Linked DNA regions of Mus musculus: region 1 is linked to region 2. A link is a contact called in public HiChIP or PLAC-seq data. All regions are on one chromosome and are shown on one strand. Each heading gives the region's core, a stretch centred on a gene start, on an enhancer-like site or on the middle of the called end of the contact. The rest is flanking DNA. Distances are from core to core; before and after follow the strand shown. Region 1 overlaps Manbal (mannosidase, beta A, lysosomal-like). Region 2 holds the start of Ghrh (growth hormone releasing hormone).

Region 1 (5,446 bases), core at 828-3,327, 46 kb after region 2:
TGGCCTGTCCCAGGCATGCACATTAAGTCACTCACTTGCTCAGTAACTCCTGTCAGCTGAGAGGAAAAACCATCCCTGTGCTGCTCGGACCCGAGGACCCAGGTCACACTGTGACGCAGAAGGTCTCAGTGTCAGAGCTTTGGCTTCCTTGCCCGTCAGTGACACTCCTGTGGCTTCCTTATCATCACAAGGCCCAGTGAACAAATGACTGGAGTGCACTGGCCCTTCTGCAGCCCCTGTGGTGAGCACAGAGCTTCTTATACTGGGCACACATGAATAAACAGAGGACCCTGTACAACAGGTGAATGTCAGCAAGCAGTGCCAGTGGCTGAGTGAGAGGAACAGGCCAAGGCTGGAATTGACTGCCTCCCAGAAACCAAACGGGGTCTTTTAAAATCCATCTTATACAAAAGACGAGTAACATTTTAAAATCTGAAAACAGGCCCAGTCATGACTGTTGTCATCGTTTTAGGAAAAGAAACTACTGCTAGTGTGGAGGATGAGGAGAAGAAAGGATTCGAGAGGATGCAGAACGCCCAGTGGCCAAGCTGCTGTAGGTCCATGTGGGCAGTGGACTGTATATGTGGTTGGGATGAGCAAATCTAGAAGCAACAATATAAACAGGCCTCGGGAGCAGATGGGTGTGGGGCCGTGAGGGATCAGGGAGAGCTTAGAAATGAACTTGGGCAGCACATGGGGGGCAGTGCCAAAAGCTGAGGTATGGCAGGGTTAGGGCGAGGAGGAGACAGCAAATGCATCGGGAGGCATGATGACCGTGGTGTGTACACACCCACAGAGGACGGCTTCCACTGCATAGAGCAAACATGACTGCACTGTTAACCGCACTTCTGACTCCTCCAGGACCACTGGTCACAAGAAGGGGACAGACAGAATCTTCTCATTCTTGCATGCGACTCTGGGGGGCTGCTAAGTATAGAAAATAGATTTCATAGTTAATAATGAAGCAGTGAGAGACACAGATTCTAGCTCTGCTGCTCATCAACTGAGCTCTCAAACCAGCCCTGGTCCTTTCTGGGTGCTGTTCCCTGTGTTTACAGCCTGAGGCCCATCCTGGCACTTTGTCTAGATGAGTGGCACAGGGCCTGACTTGCTAACTACCAGCAGTGTTAGGGCTACTATGGCAGGGGTGTGACTGCTGTGTCTGCTGTGGTGTGACTGCCGTGGTGTGACTGCTGTGTCTGCCTTGTTGGTGTGACTGCTGTGGCCTGTGTGGCCGTGGTGTGACTGGTAGCAACACTGGAAGCTGTAGGTATTGGATGTGAAAATTGCTGGGCCCTGAGCTCATAGGAACCAAGAGGCCCTGCCGCTCTTTCACCGCATTCGCTCACTCGTTCACGGAGCCACTGCCCTGCAGATGGCTAGCTGGGTGAGACAGACATGAGAACATGTCACCTTAAAGGTGACATGCAATAAAGGAAGACATCCAGCATCAGCCTCTGGCCTCCACACACATGTGTACACACATACCTACGTACATACGCATGCACATGAATGCATGCACATGCGTACACCATACACACAGCACACGTGTCTGTGGTAGAGTGTTGGTGGTGTTATAAAGTAGCTGGGCACTTCCGTAAAGGAACACAGCAGAGAAGGAAGGCTGGGCAGTCTTTAGAAGCAGACTTTGTTGTTATTTTTTTAGCTTTCTGTGTTGGCATGAAGCTAAGTGTACCCTTCAGACCAGAAAAGGGTATCAGATCCCCTAGAACTGGAGTTACATACAAATGATTGTGAGCTACCACATGGGTGCTGGGAACTGGACCTGGGTTCACTGTAAGAGCAGCAAGTGCTCTTAACCACTGAACTCCAACCCCAGGAGTATGTTCTTAAGAGTAGCCAAGCCACAGGGTGGGGAGCTGGGCAGGGACAGAGGGTGCTCCTGGGAAGCCCTGCTGTCTGACCTTGGTGCTATTAGGCTGCTCAGCTGCCTTCTTAGGTATGGGGCATGAGGCAGTAGATGGTAGGAAGCCCTGGGGAGGCTTAGGGTGGAGAGACCTGCACCTGGGAAGCATCCTTTGTCAGGTACAGGAGTGAGCAGAGGCGGAGGTAGGGCAGGGACAGGCAGAATGGGAAGGGGTGGGGCTCAGATGCTAGAGAGTGGCTGAGTCAAGACAGAGAGTAGGTTGGGTCAGCAAGCTCTGAGACCTGTTGCAGAATAGTGGAAGGTGAACCATTGGGATCCCGGTCACCCTTCCTGCTGGAGGAAGGCTGGGCCTCTAGGAAAGATGCCATGTGGCCTGGGATGGTTGAGTTGGAAGGAATTGGGACAGGACATGCCCATACTAGTTATCTGGTGTGTAGTTGAATAGGGGTGGAGTCTCAGAGCCAAAAGGGACAAGGCAGCAGGAAGAACCTCTGTAGCATGAAGCAGCACAGGACAGCCACTAGGCCACTGTACCAGCTCCCATTGCCACAGGCTTGAGCACAGAGTATCAGCTCCATCCTGAAGACCTGGACAGGCCTCAGTAAGCTCTTTGGTGTATGTTTTAATTCTGCCCAGGGCACGTAGAGGCAGCCGGCTTCCACGATGTGTGCAGGTGCTATAAGGAGCAGCTCTCTGCTCCAAGGCCCTCAGTGACATAGACATCATATCCTGCTGGGTTTGCCTTAATCATGAGCCTGCCCAATGGACTCTACAGGGATGTGCAGTTGACAGCCTCTCTTCTGAGGCTTGGTTTTGTTGTTTTGTTTTGTTTTGTTTTGTTTTGTTTTGTTTTCTTGGTCAAGTTGCATAATAGTGTTGGGGGACTTTGGACACCATTGACTTATGGCAGGAGGCGGCTCAGCAGCTTGGGGGCTGTGAGCTCCAGTCCTGAAACTTTATAACACCCACAAGGCCGTTCCCTGAGCTGCAGTTCCTCCCCTGCAGGAAGGAGGCTGGGCCCTGGTGTCTCAGGTAATGCCAGGAAATAAAATGAGCTAGAACCTGGGCTCACTGAGTTCAACACAGATGTCTTAGTTAGGGTTCTACTGTTGTGAACAGACACCATGACTAAGGCAACCTTATAAGGACAACGTTTTTTTTTTTTCCCGAGACAGGGTTTCTCTGTGTAGCTAGCCCTAGCTGTCCTAGAACTCACTTTGTAGACCAGGCTGGCCTCAAACTCAGAAATCTGCCTGCCGCTGCCTCCCAAGTGCTGGGATTAAAGGCGTGCGCCACCACCGCCCGGCATAAGGACAACATTTTATCGGGGCTGGCTTACAGGTTCACAAGGCAGGAACATGGTGGTGTCCAGGCAGGAACGGTGCAGGATGAGCTGAGAGTTCTACATCTTCATCTGAAGGCTACTAGGAGAAGACTGGCTTCTAGGCAGCTAAAGCCCAAGCCCACAGTGACACACTTATTCCAACTAGGCCACACCTACTAGTAGGGCCACTCCCCAGGCCAAGCATATTCAAACCACCACAACAGAGGAACCTCTTTGTCTTCCAGAGCTAGGAGGTAGCTTTAGTCTGCTTTTTAATTTTTCTACTTTAAATAAAGATCAAGAGATTTAAAGGCTGGAGAGATAGCTCATCACTGGAGAGTACTTGCTTTGCCTGCAGAGGACCTGGGTTCAGTTCCCAGCACCCACATGGCGGCTCTTGGCTATCTGTAGCACCAGTTCCAGGGGCTCCAATACCTTTTTCTGACCTCTGGATAGTGAGAACACATATGATAGACATACATACATACGACATACATACATACCGGCAACACACACACAAAACGAAATTAATAAATCTCATAACAATTTGAAAAATATATCAAGAGGCAAAACAAGCAGCAACCTTTCTCATATTAAGTCTCAGCCAAGGCTACCCAGTAAGACCTTGTATCAGGAGTCGGAGGCAGGTAGACCTTCCCCAATGCTGTGCTAGTACCTTGGGGTGTTGGCCCTGAACAGTGCTGTTGAGTCATAGCACTACAAGGGGACACAGAGCTGCCATCACTGTATATGCAAAGAACCCAGGAGGAGCCAGGAGTCCACAGTTCATGGGAGGTCACCCAGCTGGCATGGATCTTGAATATTTTAAAACTTTATTTTTGTGTGTTTTTGTAAACAGTGTATGTATGTCTGAACATGTGTTATGTATGAGACTGTGTGTGTGTTATGTATGTGAGTCTGCATGGGAGAGTGTGTGTGTTTCTGTTTGTGTATGTGTATACAGGTGTGTATGAGTGTGTGCAGGTGTTTATGTAGGTGTGTGAGTGTGTGTGTGGTGTTATGCTTGTGTGTGTTTCTGAGTGCAGTTGTATAAGTGTTTTGTGTTTGAGTGAATATGTGTGTGTGATGTGTGAAGCGCATAGGAGCCACAGAGCACGTGGGGAAGTCAGAGGACGATCATGGAGTTAGGTTTTCCTTCTGCCTTCATGGAGACTCTGGAAACTGAACTGCACGCCGAATGCTGTTTACTCCTGAGCCATCTCACCAGCCTGGCGTGCATTGTTTTAATTTCATTTGTTTGTTTGTTTTATTTATTGCATTTGTTTATATGTTTATTGTTGCATGGGGTCATGCGTGCCACAAGCACTTGGTGGTCAGAGGACAACACAGTTTTAGGAGTCAGTTCTCTGTTCTCTCCTACTACGTGAGACCTTTGGGCTTGCTACACCTTTCCCAGCTGAGCCAACATGCCTCACCCCACACCCCCACCCTGACATGGAATTTTAAGAGTAAACACTGCAGACCAAGTGCAGCTTAAAGACAAAGCCCAGGTTGTGTCTGGCGTCCCCTGGACTAACCTGCTTTTGGCGTCCTTTGGGGCCACAATACTCTTCAGGTTATCACCAGATGAGAGGAAAACCACACAGGAGCTGCCATTCCAGATCCTGCCCTGCTGTGAGCAGAGTGGCCTCAGTGGCCTGGGGTGGCCTGCGCCTTCCGGGGGCTCAGCTTATTTATCTCCTGGTGAGGACAGACCCAGATCTGCAGCTTTGAACTTTCTTTTTTCAGCAGCAAAACCTTTGTTCCAACCAAATTTTATGAGAGCGCATCCCGGGGTATGAAACAGAGCAGAGCTGTCCCAGTTGCTGAGAACCTGGGATTCTTGCCCAAGGCTGCCTCTGACCTCCCCCAGGGCACCACCACCAGCCGCTGTAGCACACAGTGATAACCCACCTGCCCACTGCCTTCTCCACCCCCAGCTCAAAACGTGAGGATGAACAATCACCAGGAGTGCCAGCCACAGTAACGGGCCCACAGCCAAGCCTCACTAATACTGTCCTAGCTTGAGACATCCTGACAGCCACTGGGAGCCACCAGCCCTGTGACTTCACACACACACACACACACACACACACACACTGCTCCCAGGTGTCTGTCACCGTCCCCATCTTACACATAAAGCATGGGACTGAAGTCCCACAAGCCACTAGACTGGAAGGTAAAGGAGCCCAGATGGCACCCAGTGCCATGTAGCTGGTCTGGGTACTGATCCT
Region 2 (4,742 bases), core at 544-3,043:
GACTGCAGGGAGGGTCAGGATGCTTGTGGGGATCAAGGAAGGGATGGGAGCACCATTTGCACATGTTGGGATTGGAGTATCATGAGACCTCCAAGAAACCCTGGGGACCAGGTGGCTGGGTCTGGTCCAGATCTTGGAAGTGAGAGTTGCTTCTCTAAGCTGCCTCCTTCTTCCCTCCCTTCCTTCCTTGAAGGGCACAGGAGTCAGAAGCAGGGTGGGGATGGGGAGACCTTGGTAAATTTACACCTACCTTCAAGACAGTGGAAGTGGATGTAGAAAAAGGGAATCCAGGCCAGTGAGATGGCGCAGCAGATAAAGGTGCTTCCCACGCAGACCCAAGCACTTCCATTCCATCCCTGGGACCCGCATAAGTTAGAAGGAGAGGGGGCAGCCCTGCAAAGTTGTCCTCTGACCTCTACACACACACTAATAACAAAGTCAAAAGGGCTGGAGAGATGGATCAGTGGTTAAGAGCACTGACTGCTCTTCCGAAGGTCCTGAGTTCAAATCCCAGCAATCACATGGTGGCTCACAACCATCTGTAATGGGATCTGACTCCCTCTCTCTTCTGGAGTATCTGAAGAGAGCTACAGTGTAATTACATAAAGATATAAAAGGAAGGAAGGAAGGAAGGAAGGAAGGAAGGAAGGAAGGAAGGAAGGAATTGAAAAGATCCCAGGGAGGAAGCAGCTGCTCTGTCAGCCTGGACCCAGAGGAGCAGATGCTCATCCCATAGAGATGGGATCTCAAAACTAAGATTCTCTTCTTGTCTGAGTCTCCCAGAGGCAAACCCCACCCTCAGGTTCACAACATCCAGATCTGAAGCCTGGGGGGTGAGAGGGAGAAGAAACAAATGGGTCCCTGCAAGAGAGGAGGGCAACTGCTTAGTGGGAGAACCCCGACGGAGCATCCCTGGGGTCCCGGGTTCCACCCTCAGCACCAGAAAAGGAATGAAGATCCGTGAGAGAAAGCCGGAGGAGACTGACAATTTCAGCGAGCAATTGTGGTGTTTGTCATCTCCCTCACTGGACTGTTTTGAAGCAAATCCCAGACTGGTAAATATTTCAGCACGTATCTCAAGCAAGAGAAGGGTTCTTTCTTTAACAGAGTCACAATCCCATTATCATCCTTTAAGGAAAGAAAGAGTCTAACGGTAATTCCTATAGAGGGCAATTTGACGAAGCCTCAGAATGGAAGCCAGGCCAACGGTCCTTAAGCCACAGCCATCACAAACCCATGATAAGGAATTTAAATTCTCCCAAGATAATTATAGCCAAGGTGAAGAGGAGATTGGAAAGGCAGGGATTTTAGAAGCTTTTGGGGGGGGGGCCTGGGAAGGAAATGTTATTTTAAAGGGTGGTGGGAATGAGGTATAGAAACATTTGTAGAACATAAAAGAAAAACGGTTTTCTTGATTCCATTTTTCTCACCCAGGGGCCTTTAGTCATAAATAAGAAACGGGTACCAGGTCTGAAGTGAACCAAATCAGATAAAAATAACAAAAGAGGAATGGCTAAATGCAACAAAAGAGATGGACCCAGCTCATTTCCCACCCAGGCTATGCAGTTCCGTGCACTTCACAAGGAAGGGTATTTAGCCATATTGCTGTTCATCAGAGGTCTGTGAACTCCTATGAACCAATTAGTGAGGATATTGTCCCTCAGTAGCGGCAGCAGGAGAGCTAGGTTCAAAATTTACATGTCTACTTACTCTGTGATGTTGTGGGAGCCAGATGAGCAGGGAGCCGCAACCAGGAGAGACCTGCGACCTGGAGAGCCGGCCTGGATCACCAGTGATGCCCAGGCCCTGACGATCTCATCTTAAGGCCAGCAGGAGCAGGACTCCTCCTTCTCTGCCCTGGGCCTGTATGTTCCAGAGCACGTACATGGCCTTTTGGCTCCACTTCTGCTACTCTGAGGTAGTCATCACCAGTTTTCGGGTTATAGGTTAAATTTCCTCTCTGAGTAAGGTCATGTCCAGATAGCAAGCACCTCAGGTCCTTTTCATGCAAATAAAATATTCCCTTCACTGTGGCCTTGGCCAGTGATGCACATTCTCTCTGAGTGCCCCTACTCACTCCCCAAAAGTTTAAATAGCATTTGTGCTCCTCAACTGAATGAGTTGCTCAGTAAAGCCTGCCTCCAGAGTCTGTTCGTTTTGTTTTGTTTTGTTTTGTTTTGTTTTGTTTTGTTTTGTTTTTTCAAGACAGGGTTTCTCTGTGTAGCCCTGGCTGTCCTAGAACTCACTCTGTAGACCAGGCTGGCCTCGAACTAAGAAATCTGCCTGCCTCTGCCTCCCAAGTGCTGGGATTAAAGGCATGCACCACCATTGCCCAGCCAGAGTCTGTTCTTGTTGGGCTCACAACAGCCTGAGGTTTCTATCACCTCCAGCCATTCCTGCCTTGATTTCCCATTTAGGCCACCAGTCAATTCCCTGGCATCGTGCCAATCAGGGAAGAGGAGCAGGTGGCACTGTTACTCTTTAATATTGGGCAAGTTAGAGCCTCTCTCTGAACTGATTTGTGAACCGAAGGTGGTAGACTCCAGATTTGATGCGCCAATAAACTACCTAATAAAGCGGTGTGCAGCTCCTGGGGTTCAGAACGTGTTCCTGGGACTTGGCTCGGTGTTCCGTGGCATCTGCAGAACGCTCCAATAAGCTCAATGAAAGGTGCCATGGAGACGCCTTGTGCTTATTATGCCGGTTCGTGCCTTGGAAAACAGTCAGGACTGTATTCTACGGACCCCTGGAAAGAAAACGGAAGGCAGCCCTTGGGGAGCCCCTAGGAGGTGGCTAGGAAGGCGTGCTGTCCGGATGCCGCTTCCAGCCATCCACAGATGGGCTGGGTTGCCCAAAGCCCAGGAAACAAATTGAACAAATCAGCTAAAATGACTGTCCAGTGTCCCGTTTCCACACACCATGGCACAGAAAGGGATTTGGTGGGTGGTTGCCAGGGACCGGGGACTGCAATGAAGCTAGAAGAGCGGGGCCTGACCGAGCATGCCGGATGTTGCTGTCCTCTGTTTCTGGATCCTGGGACAGGGGCCTGTGGAATTGTGTATGTCCAGAGCCTTAAGAACTGGTGTTGGAGAGGAGCCAGACAGAGTAGGCGAGAAACAAAACAGACTCTGTCCTATGTGCAGAAGAGAAGCCCTTTTCCCGAGTGAGTCTTGCTTCTGACAGGCTGCGGCATCTGGAGAGAGGAGACTCGACTCCAGCTGCTCCTGCTTCTATTTCTAGTTCCTCCAGTGGGCCTCGCCGGCTCCCATCACCAGGTCTCTTGCTCATCCAGCCCTCATCCAGGAAGGCAGCTAGCTCTTTGTCCCTGCCAGCCTCTGCTTAGAGCTTGGTGCTGACCGCTGCCCTCCCCTGCCTGCCTGTTTCCAACAAACTGCTGCATTTCAGACCCTTAAAAACAAAACAAAGCTGTACTGGCCACCACAGCTCTTTATGTACTTGTCTCTTCTTTTAATTTAAAAATTAAAATTTTATTTACTTTTATTTTTTAGTTTCTAACCTTTGTCTTTCCTCCTTTCTCTCTCTCTCTCCCCTCCCCCTTTCTTTTCTTTTCTTTCTTTCTGCCTTCCTTTCTTTCTTTCTTTCTTTCTTTCTTTCTTTCTTTCTTTTTTCTTTTTTTAAATCCCTTTGAGACAGAGTCTCACGTAACCCAAGCTGGCCTCAAACTTGCTTTGCAACCAAAGATGACCTTTAAGTTATGATTTTAATGACCCCTCCCTCCACTCCTCTGGCTGCTCCACCATGCTGGGTTGGGGATGGAACCCAGAGCTTCATGCTTTATAGGGGAATCACATCCTCACCCCTGGTTTTTGTTGTTTTGTTTTGGATTCAGGTATCACTGACCTGGTGATCCTCCTGCCTCAGTTGCTCGTGCTGAGGCTTGACTGTGTTTCTACTCAACAAGCTGTGTGTGTTGAACCGGGCTGGGTTTTGGACTTGTTGGCTCTCACATCCTTTTCTGTAGAAAATTAGAATCCTGTTGAAGCCAATGATGGTTCCCGAAGACAGCTTCTGACACTTCCGAGTTCTCTCCAGCCAGCTCTAGCCCTTCCTTATTTATACTTGTGATGGACAGCTAGCTGCTTTCTCTCTGGCCCAGTGGTCTATGTTGGTCATCCCTACAGTGAGCCAGCTGAATGAAAGAGTTCTAGCAAGAACAGGTAGGCACCCACCAGTTTTCCCACCCACTTGTCTATATGGCAGCCTGTAGGTCTCTGCTTTGGAAGCTGCCCTGAAAGCCCTTGGCTCACAAGGTATCTGCCGGATAACTCTTGTAGGGATGTTGGGACCTTGTGGCACTTGGTAATAGAGGAGACCAGTGGAGTGGAGTAGTTGTGTCTAGGGCGAGAGGAGGCTGGAGCACTCCACTCACAGAGCCCAGCACAGATCCATCAGGACAGTGGCTTTTCAAATGTGGTCCCAGCTGGCGCTCTGTGCACTTCCTGGGAACTGGGTCAGAGCACCACACACATCAGACCTACTGGAGCAGAAAGTGATGGCTGAACTCGCCCCCGGCACTTGAGATGCCTGCCCAGGTTTCTGACCCTCTGCTCTCTGCTCATCCCTCCAGCATTAAGACAGGTTTCAGCCCAGAAAGGTCACCCTGCTGCTTTTTCTCACCCTTGAGCATCTTCTCTCTCGCGGCAGCCGGTCTGCAGATTACTGCTATTTGCTTTCCTTTAAAATGTTTCAGAATTGAAAATGAGCTTATCAGAGGTTATTAC

The links. HiChIP or PLAC-seq counts read pairs in DNA pulled down with a chosen protein or histone mark.
Region 1: a contact with region 2 is called in an H3K27ac HiChIP or PLAC-seq map of embryonic stem cells, with 17 read pairs. The contact joins the enhancer-like site here to the promoter of Ghrh in region 2. A contact is called at or near these places in 1 of 15 datasets of contacts at CTCF or cohesin (embryonic stem cells), 15 of 484 Hi-C or Micro-C datasets (the G1E-ER4 cell line, the HPC-7 cell line, bone marrow-derived macrophages and 6 more), 6 of 115 datasets of contacts at active chromatin or transcription factors (embryonic stem cells and large pre-B cells) and 4 of 9 other capture datasets (adipose tissue, embryonic stem cells, liver and 1 more).

Annotation. Positions count from the first base shown.
Region 1 is chr2:157,390,369-157,395,814 of GRCm38.p6, forward strand. All of the region lies in intron 2 of Manbal (mannosidase, beta A, lysosomal-like), which reads left to right. Among named protein-coding and RNA genes, the nearest start is that of Manbal, 25 kb to the left of the region's middle. Within about 2 kb of position 2,078, at least 19 of the 459 cell types and tissues checked have an H3K27ac peak or open chromatin away from gene starts, as enhancers often do. A contact at or near this core is called in embryonic stem cells, where this site is marked.
Region 2 is chr2:157,344,862-157,349,603 of GRCm38.p6, forward strand. Ghrh (growth hormone releasing hormone) reads right to left here and starts at 1,794. Exons shown (of 5, transcript NM_010285.3): 1 at 1,711-1,794.